2 separate regions of the Mus musculus genome follow, and region 2 is linked to region 1. A link is a contact called in public Hi-C data. All regions are on one chromosome and are shown on one strand. The core of a region is the stretch at or near the end of the contact, and the rest is flanking DNA. Distances in the headings are between cores, read along the strand shown.

Region 1 (4,772 bases), core at 1,846-4,345:
ACCCAACCCTTTCAGGGGAGAGATGTGGATTCAGACCTTGTAGCTAAGTGTGTACGTGTGTGCGTGTGTGTGTGTGTGTGTGTGGGGGGGGGGGGTCCCTGAATAATTTACACAGGATAATCCAACTTGGCTAAGCCTGGAGAGAGGGAACATGGATCCTTATTTAGAAATGTCTTTCTCCCCTCAGAATTTAGAAAATATCAATAGAGTCTGAAAAGATGGCTATGAAGTCACCAGCATGCCTCCGCTTGTCCCGAGGATGCAGAGATGTCACACCTACATTTTAAGAGGTACTGATATAACCATTCAGGTGCACTCTGTGACACCCAGGGGAGTTGTCCTTCTAGGTACAAAAAGATAAGTGGCCTTAAGTTAGTGTGTGGGACTCTGTGACTCCTTGCTCTCTCAGTACAGTCCTTATGAATCTTTTAAACAGCTCTTCCTCTAGTAGCACATTGTGTGTCCAACCATAAATGCCAAAGGCTGCTTCTTATCTACCCCTGATACAACTACAGGACGGTAGCAGAGAAGGAGAACCCATTCTGTGGTCTCAGGCAGAGGTCCCACTGTGGAGGACAGGCAGAACCTCATGGCAGGAAGTCCTTCCACAAGGCTATTGGTCATTTCCATTTATCTCCTGAGGGGTTAAGGAAGCTGATTGAGAGAGACGTTCCCATAGCAACCGTGCCGGCCTTCCACTGTGAACATACTGGTTCCATTCCTGATGCAGATTACATCAAACTTTGCCACTTCATGGCTTCATTTTAGCTGAGGCAGATGGTTGTTTGAGAATGTGATCACCGCCACCTTGTGGCACAGAGGAAAACAAAAGACAAAAAGAAAAAAAAATCCCCCCTCTGTAAAGGGCGAATTGTGCTCAGTTTAGGGTCAGTCTTACAAACTTTGACCACTTTTTCTTCTCTGTGGAAGAGCCTTCGTGCTGATCTGTGAACTGGGGCTGTAACACACACAGCAAAAACTCTCCTCCCGGTATCTCAAAATCTCACTGGTAATGCCAGGATTGAGCCGTAATCCCAAATAATTGTATTAACAAGAAAGTCACTTCCCATAATCTCTCCAAAAAATAATGTTATCCACATACGTTTTGTAAAGAGGTCTGAGTATTCTGGTTTAGCCATGTTTGGATTCTGTTCTTAGCCTAGAACAAGTTAGCCTGACCTAAGAGTATTTAAAATCTCCTGCCCTCCTATGCCACATGGCTTGCTTTCAGGGCTTTGCATACCCTGTCTCCTGTATCCACTGTATTTTCTGCTGCAAAGACATCCCTGTGCTTCTTTAAATGGGTCTAAGAAAAATGATTTTCAGTAACTGTAATTGTTTTTTCTCATGGTGAGCTATCTCACTGTGGGAAATTTAACTCTGATAAATACATACCTTCAAACATAAAGAATTAGTTATAATTGTGCTCTGTGTGTGTGTGTATTTGTATATATTGGTGTGTGTGTGTGTGTATATTTGTATATGTATGTGTCTGTGTGTATGTGTCTGTGTATGTGTGTATATGTGTGTGTATGTGGCTGTATATGCGTGTCTGTGTATGTATGTGTGTATGTGTGTGTATATGTGTGTGTATAGGTGTGTGTGTATGTGTATATGTGTGTGTATATGTGTGTATAAGTGTGTGTGCATGTGTGTGTGTGTATGTATGTGTGTGTGTGTGTCTATGTGTGCTCACATTATATGGCTCTACAGTGTCTTGTCTCTGTGGTTACTAACACCCTATGATATGAATAGCAATCATAAACCACAAAAAAAAAAAAAAACATACCCAGGAGCTGAACTCTTCCTAACTCTAACATTAACTCTAGCCATGGGTGTGATACTTATTTGGCCTCAGAGGCTCTGGAGTTAAAAGTTCAAGACAGGAGGAGAGGAGGACATGAGCCTTTGACAGAAATGCTGGGAATCTGAAATAAAAATACATGAATATTTGAGAAAGAAACAAAATGTGCACCCAGGACCAACTCTAAGGTGAAGGCACCTTTTCCCCAGAGGCAGCAGAGAGCTCTGGTGTGAGTCTAGTCTTCACTTTTCAGAATATCCTCAAAGTTAGATGGGGACAGACAGACAGACAGATAGACAGACACACACACACACACACACACACACAGAGAGAGAGAGAGAGAGAGAGAGAGAGAGAGAGAGAGAGAGAGAGAGAAAGAGATCCCCAGGAAATAGAAGTAACTCAAAGCACATAATGTCAAGGACAGTCACAGATTGAATAATAGCATGTGTCCTTGTTACTAGAAACCCTTGCTGTCCCCAAGGTTTCAAGAAGAGACTAAGAGAACACAGATGTGATGGGGGAGGGGAAGCTCTGTTCAGCCACAAATGTTTATCTGGAATGCTGTGGTTGCTGTTGTCAATAACTGTCAACTCCTCCAGGCTACAAGGGAAGGTGGCTTGTACTTCCTGCCTGCTGGGTCATTGGGTGAGACCCAGTGACCAGTTCTGGTGAATGGGAGGAGACAGAAGTGACTTTTGCCACTTCTGGGACAGATTTGATTAGTGACAAGGGTTAGAGTTCTCTCTACTCCATGTACCACCATGGCCTGCAAGTCGAGACAGTAGCCAGTCAGGGCTCTCAAAGAAAGTGCTCTGAATACAGCTCAATGAGAGCAGATCTTGGCCTATCTGTGTGGGGTGTGGACTAGAAGTGAGGAACCAACAAACCCACTGTAGTTTAGGCCAGAAACATCTGGGTGATACGCGTTATTGAGGCATGGCAGAGCCCATCCCAACAAAAGCGCATCACCTTGAAGGGAAAGTTTGGTTGCCTTTTTGAAGTTTGCAGAGGTAATAGTGGTCTGGTGCTTCAAGAAGGTGCTGGAGTGGGTTGTTTTTGGTTTTGTTTTGTTTTGTTTTGTTTTGTTGTCTCTGAGAAGCTCTCCACCATCTTCTGGAAGATCAATGCTGCCTGTAGCAACTCTTACTTTATTTTAGGAAAAACACCAAAATACACCCTGCCTTGTATGAAAATAAATCAAGAAGGCTCTCAGCAGTTCTCAGTGGGGAGGAGGGAACTTCTAATTAAATCCATCTCTTGGGGACAAAGTAGAGCCTTGGTCTGGAAATGAAGATTGCTCCACAGAGCTGAATCAGAGCGGTGATTCACGGGCCTCCTGCTTTTCTGAGGGAGGGAAACCTACTCCTTCCTTTCCCGTGTCAATCAGTTATTCCTTGGTGGGGGGTGGGGGTGGGGAGGAGCTGACTATGGCTTCCCAAGGGCAGCCGAAAGGACCCTTCAGGAGAGCTGCACTGTTGGGCTTAGGATTGGACCCTAAGTTCACATTCTCTGCTTCCCTTCTGTTCTGATCCCTGGACCTTAATAAGAGGCCATCAAAATCTGTACCCTAGCTCCACGCTGGGACAGGGGAGCAAAGAGAAGCAAACCTCTTGGCTAAGGACCAAGGGTAAAGGGCCCTGCAGAACCTGCCTGCTGTGGTTGGAAGAGCTCTGACGCCATCAGCCAGAGCAAGGCCCATTCCTAAGGTCACTCTATGGGAGACACATGCACCAAAAAGATGACAAAGATCATGAGAGATTGAGGTATCCAATGTTGACCACTCCCTAACACCGATATAGGAAGGAGGGCCTGAAACAAGGTCTTGCACTGAGCTCCAGGATCTGCTAATCTTTGCTTAGCCAGAGCTTAGATCACATACACTTGCTCAGCGGTTAAGAGAACTTGCTGCTCTTTCAGAGAAGATGGGTTTAGTTCCCAACACCCACTTGGTAAATCACAACCATCTGTAATTTCCGTTCCAAGGGATCCAAGCGCCCTCTTCTGGCCTCTAGGAGCACTACATGCATGTGGTACACAGATCCCTGCAGGCAAAACACCCACTTGTAAACACATGCTACCACACCCAATTTTTCAAGTGGGCACTGGGGATTCAAACTAGGGATCTCAGGCTTACATGGCAGTTGCTTTACCAACTGAGCCATTTCTCCAGCTCCTAAGAAGCCCTTGAGACAACTGAGGTGACACTTGACCTGCCTTTACATTTTATGAAATTCAAGAGGCAAGGCTCCTTGAAGTGGAAACTTACAGTTTCTTTGGAAAGTCAATTGTGTCAGATGGTGTTTTGCTGGGGCAGACACGTGAAGGAGTGTTTTCCTGAAGCAGACACAGGAGAGAGGATGTTCTGCTAAAGCAAGCATGTGAAAAGACACATGATGAAGGATTCTTTGCTAATGACATGCACGTATTGGTCTGTCTTACATTGCATAGTTGAGCTGCATTTGTCAGGACTCCATAGAGAGAAATACACTAAAAAACTTCTGATGGTGTGCCATGGCTTCTGGGTGCTTCCATGAAAACAGACTGATTGCCTCCTGATACTGTCATGGATGGGACTCTATCCTCTAGTTCCATCTGTGCCCAAGTATTCCTGCAGCAACACATTCACAAGGCTTCCAAGTGCATACAAAGGCTCTTCAGAAGTTCTCACTGATCACCTCCTCTGTGTCTAAGTAGATTACCCCCACTTAATTACATTCTCAGTGAGTCTTAGTTGTTTTCAAAAACTAAATCAGTCTTCTAAATATGAAGAACAATCAACAAAGAATATTCAGTAGAAATGCTTAAAATGAGTGTTGAATCTGTTTGAAACAAGGCTATACCAGTGCGGTGGTTTGAATAAGAGTCTCACTTCCTATTCCACCCCCAGGTTCACATAGTTGAATGCTTAGTCATCAGAGAGTATAGCACTGTTCGGGAAGGATCGAGAGGTGTGGCCTTGCTAGAG
Region 2 (4,939 bases), core at 244-2,743, 220 kb before region 1:
GTCCTTTGACTGCCCCAGTGACGACTTTGGACAACAGACTAGGTAGGCGACCAAGACATCTTGATTCAGTTGATACAAAAAAAAAAAAAAAAAATCCCAGGCAGATATCCCCGAGGCCAGAAAATCAGCCCACAGGTCTTTCTGAAGCCCCTTCTGTTCATCCATAGGATGGAGACTTAGGCCAGGTAAAATCTGATGAGGTTGATCTACCGTGTCATGTCCATCTCAATTTGAATAGTCGGAGACTCCTGCCTCACCTTCTCTTAGGTACCACAATAAGGAAGCTACATGAATGAGCTTCCTTAATCAGTGCTGGATTCTACTGATGTGAAGGCAAAGGAGACAGGAAGCCAGTGATAGATGGCCCTTCATTCCAAGCAAGATGGTAGCCAGAAGCCAAAAGGGGTCCCACCCAGGAGGGGGCTCATAGCATCTCCGGAATGGGCATAATACCTTTTAAGGTCTCTTATTAGACCTGAATACATTTGAGTAGACAGACAAACAGGTCTGCTGCCAATACCACTAAATTACCAAAGGAGATGGGGCTGCCCAAAGACAAGTAGACTTGGTGTCAATGCCTCTGTAGTAGAGCCTTGGGATTTGGGCAGATATTAAGTGGTGGTTGTTCGATACACAGTGACCAGCTAGTCCTGGTGTGCCTGACATTTCTCAACTTTAATAGTAAATCTCTCAAGTCTCAGGAAAGCCCATGCTCAGGACAAACTGGGACAGTCTTTAAACTTTAAAGACAGTGACAAGCTGGGCTGGACTAGGCTTCCCTTGGCAAAGCTGTATGGCTTACCTATCTGGTCTGTAGAACCCGCATACAGCCAGCAAATAGGAGGCTTCCTAGCAGAACAATCATTATATTTTTGGATTACTTAATTTCCCCCTTCAAATGTCTGCCTGAATAATAAGTTAACACAAAACTACAAGGTGAATAGAAAACAATTCAAATCAAATTTAAAAGGCAAAAGATTTTTGAATCATGGGCTCATTGAAGCTATCCTTTTCTCCAAATGGTTTGCCAAGTGACTAGCTTCAAACATATTGCTCCACACCAAGGAGGCAAGGTGAGAGAACAGATGTTTTGGTGTGCAGAGATAACAAGACAGACAAACAAAGAAATACTGCAGAGGGGAATGATGACCCAAATTATTGTCCCTTCCTTTCAAAAAGGAGAAAATTTGTGCAGAGCTAGCCCGCTATTTGATTGATTCTGCTGTAAATTCACTTTGCACTTTGAGAAATTTCCCCCAATGAAACACACACACACACACACACACACACACACACACACACACACACACGGCAGGGGGAGTGTCTCCAGAGAGAGAAGAATGCACAGCCCACAGTCCGGAGCATATTTAATATGCTGTTTTTACAGCAGCCACTGGTTTCAAAGAACTTTAACCCCGTTGTGTAAATGCGTCACCAGGAACATACCCAGGTTGTCATGGCAACAACCTCAGTGCAAGGCCCTTTGCTCCGTTGAACGGGTGTCAGCTTTCAGTCTCCTTGCATTCCAGGCTGGCATCAACCCCAGGCTACAGCTCAGACTTCATTAGAGGCCCCATGAAGGACTGGGAAAGAATCCTGAGTAATTCCGAGAACTTCGAGGCAGCTTTCCATGAACACACCTGAGGGGAGAGCCGGGGAAATGGAGCGGGAAGGAGCACACTAAGCAAGGCTGAGCTGGCCTGTTCCTCAGAGAAACCTGGATAGACCACGCAGCCTTTTCCTAGCTAATTTTAGGCACATCCATTGTCTCAGCTGGAAGAGACAACAACTAAACTGCTATCTGGAAGTTTACCCCTAGAGTCACATGACCAATGCATGCTGCAGGTGCAGGGGCAGCTCCTGAGTGCTGCTCAAAGGCTGACAGAATCCTGCAGCCAATCCTGCAGCCTGGTACAACTTTCCTGACATATGGTTTTAAATAATGTGTTCAAAAACATGGCTCAGAAAAATCTGATAGTCATGTGGTTCTTGAAATGCTCTGGACAAAAAGGGACATTAGCTTGACTAATGCTATCTATATAGACACACACACACACACACACACACACACACACACACACACACACAGCTAATGTTCGCTTGGCCAGCTACTACAGACAGGATTTACAATCAAATGTTTCTGAAACAACTAGCTTCTCAATTGTCTATGTGATCATGGGTTGTGGTCATGATAGCCCTAATACATTCTCAAATTTCTTCAAAGGAAGGTCTGTTTGACCAAAGTTATATACACATGATTTATCTGAAGAAGCACATTCTTGTTTTATTTGTTTATTGTATTTACTATTGTATCATTTATTTATTATACAAGGAACTTTCCAAAACGGTCCTCAGCCAGAAGGTCTGAAGCACAGAATAAATGCAGCCATCAGGATGGAAAGGGAACACTTGAAAAACCAAAATTTACTCAGAATCATCCATATGGGGGTGACAGAAATGAGCTCCCACCAAGCTCAGAAACAAGCAAAATAAATCAGAGGAGTGTGACAACCCGTGTTTAATAAACTGATCAAACAGGGAAAAAAAAGATGAGTCAACTTTGAATGGTTTTTCTACACTTAGAAATCCTTATTCTGTCACCATGTCTATGAGCACAGACCAGGCGACTGCCCCATAAAGACCTGCAGTGGTAGGTCACAGCCTGCAGTTCCATTCTCTTCTGTCTTGCCCTGGAATGTATGCAGTCCCAGGTCCTCATTTGGCACATGGATATATGTGTGTGTGTGTGTGTGTGTGTACACATTTGGTGTTATTTTTCTCTCTGTGTTCCCACACTAACAAAACTCCTTGAGACAAATTGTATTGTTATAAAATACAATCTCCTTTGTAATGAAATGGTGTCCAGGAACTGTGACTTGGCCACTGGTGACCCATTTTTTTTTAAATGATTGGATTATGTTTTCTCTATGGACATTTTTTTTCTTTCCTAGAATTGGTCCAGAAAAAAAAAAAATCAGTATTTGGTAAACTTACTAAGAAAACTCAGTCAAGGAACAAGGGATGTCATAGTTAAGGTTACTGAAAACCATGTAACATGACTACTCTTGAAAACAAGACGTTTCTTATATAGTTATGTAGTTTTGAAATGTTAATCAAATGTCGGTTGTCCTCCATTCAAATAAGCGTGGTTCTCTTCCCGGTTGTCTCTGGCAATGATAGAGCTGCCAGGGCTAACGCAGAGGAAAGCACCAGTTTTTTTTCGTTGGTTTTGGAATCAGCCTTGAGAATTCTGGTCAATTGGGGTGATTTAGGGATCCCCTAAAGAAGGAACCCTCTGAGGAACAGATGTTCCAAGCAGTCCTTCAAGACCAAAGCTGCATTTGAAGCCTCCCCAGGGTTGATGAGGGAACCTGACTAAAGGCCATGATTGCCAGGATGGGGATAGCATGGGACAGTCGGGGCTGGGAAACGCAACACTCAACCTAGTGGGGACTAAGCAGAGAGGAACGGGGCCATCGCTGCATAAGACTATGGTAAGAGACTCGATGCCTGAACCAGTCGGATTGGGTGAGCCCAGAAGACCACATAAACATATCTGCTACCCACTTAGCTCAAAGCATACATCCTCAAGCAATCTCTTCCCTCTTCAACATAGTTGGGAACAGGCTGAGTTATGCTGCAGTTACAAACGGTCTTGTAGATTCCCCTCAACCTGCACTTTCATTCTCCTTGTTTAGTTACCAGCAACCACAGCCAGTTCTACACTGTTCAGCTGAAGAATTCCATAAACAATTGGTAAGTCCTAAATCATGTGATGAATCCGCGACTTTCCGGACCTGAGCCGCTCCTTTGTCCAGTGTATAGGCTACCCATCAGTCACTTAGTCATCTTGGTTATAGGATCAGCTTCTATAGCCATCAAGTAACTCTATTTTAATTAATCATGACCCCCAAAGCCAAGAACGATGACGGTGGCATTTGAGTATGCCAAAGAGAAGCTGTAAGTAGCCTCCTGTAAACAAAGGTTGAAAGCTTACTCTACATTTGCATGAATAGGAAAAAAAAATCACAGTACCAGTAGTATTTGATGATTAACTGAAGTTTCAGTCATCCCAAGGGTACTAGAACATGTGCACATATCCCTGAGCATCAGGGGGCAGAACAGACTCTGCTCACCACTGGCTGCAAGGCTGGCTCTTCATCATCCCAGCATGCATTGGGGGCAGAACAGACCGCTCACCCTGGCTGGAAGGCCAGCTTTTCATCTTCCCAGCATGCTTTGTGCTTGTCCCTCTCCTGCAAAATGTAATTGTCATCATAAAGAAAATTTGCCTGAATTTCACAATAGTTGCCTTGAGAGAAATGAGATCAACATCTGCAACAGAATATCCCACTGTGTTAACTTATCCCTGATCATCTTCTTAAACTGTAGCCTCGTTTTAAAAAGCTCCTACCCTCTTGGGTCCAGCTCTTCCCCCTAGGAAGTTGTTTCCAATCACACACTGAAGAAGTCTACTCTGAAGCCTGTGCTGTGATGTTTTACCTTCTTGAGTGGTTATTAAAGTATTTTATGTAATGATGTCTTCACCTCAGGAACTTTTGCTTCTTCCTATAAATCCTCCTCAAACCCCACCACACTCTTGTAGTCTCTGTGGAGTGTCCCAACGAGAGACAAACATGAAGTGTTCTCCCTCCACAGCTGCTACTCCTGGAGTACTGATGAGTGCTTGTCAGTGGAATGGATGGAGCTTGTGAAAAGGGTTAAGCAAAGGACCAACCAGTACAAACACCTCCAGTTGGTCGAGGGAGGGAAGAAATAGGTCCAAATGGCAGCCCGCTCAGGTTACACGTGGTAATTACCATAAGGGATGCCACTGGTACTTGTTGGAGAACTTATATGTACCAGTAATAATAGCAGAGACTAGGAGTCATCTCTACTGAGCTCTGTGACTTGCACACAAGAGTACACGACGAGTTTT

What was found. Hi-C and Micro-C count contacts between places; a contact is called where the count stands out from the background.
Region 2: a contact with region 1 is called in a Hi-C map of embryonic fibroblasts, with 4 times the contacts expected there. The contact joins two enhancer-like sites. A contact is called at or near these places in 6 of 484 Hi-C or Micro-C datasets (embryonic fibroblasts, nephron progenitors and uterus), 6 of 115 datasets of contacts at active chromatin or transcription factors (the NIH/3T3 cell line, astrocytes, differentiating embryonic stem cells and 3 more) and 1 of 9 other capture datasets (embryonic stem cells).

Annotation. Positions count from the first base shown.
Region 1 is chr13:59,885,819-59,890,590 of GRCm38.p6, reverse strand. No RefSeq gene overlaps it. Among named protein-coding and RNA genes, the nearest start is that of Gm19866, 28 kb to the left of the region's middle. Within about 2 kb of position 3,095, at least 35 of the 459 cell types and tissues checked have an H3K27ac peak or open chromatin away from gene starts, as enhancers often do. A contact at or near this core is called in the NIH/3T3 cell line, embryonic fibroblasts and uterus, where this site is marked.
Region 2 is chr13:60,107,180-60,112,118 of GRCm38.p6, reverse strand. It overlaps A530065N20Rik (RIKEN cDNA A530046M15 gene), which reads right to left. Exons shown (of 3, transcript NR_046142.1): 2 at 1,447-1,640. Among named protein-coding and RNA genes, the nearest start is that of Gm46420, 17 kb to the left of the region's middle. Within about 2 kb of position 1,493, at least 179 of the 459 cell types and tissues checked have an H3K27ac peak or open chromatin away from gene starts, as enhancers often do. A contact at or near this core is called in the NIH/3T3 cell line, embryonic fibroblasts and uterus, where this site is marked.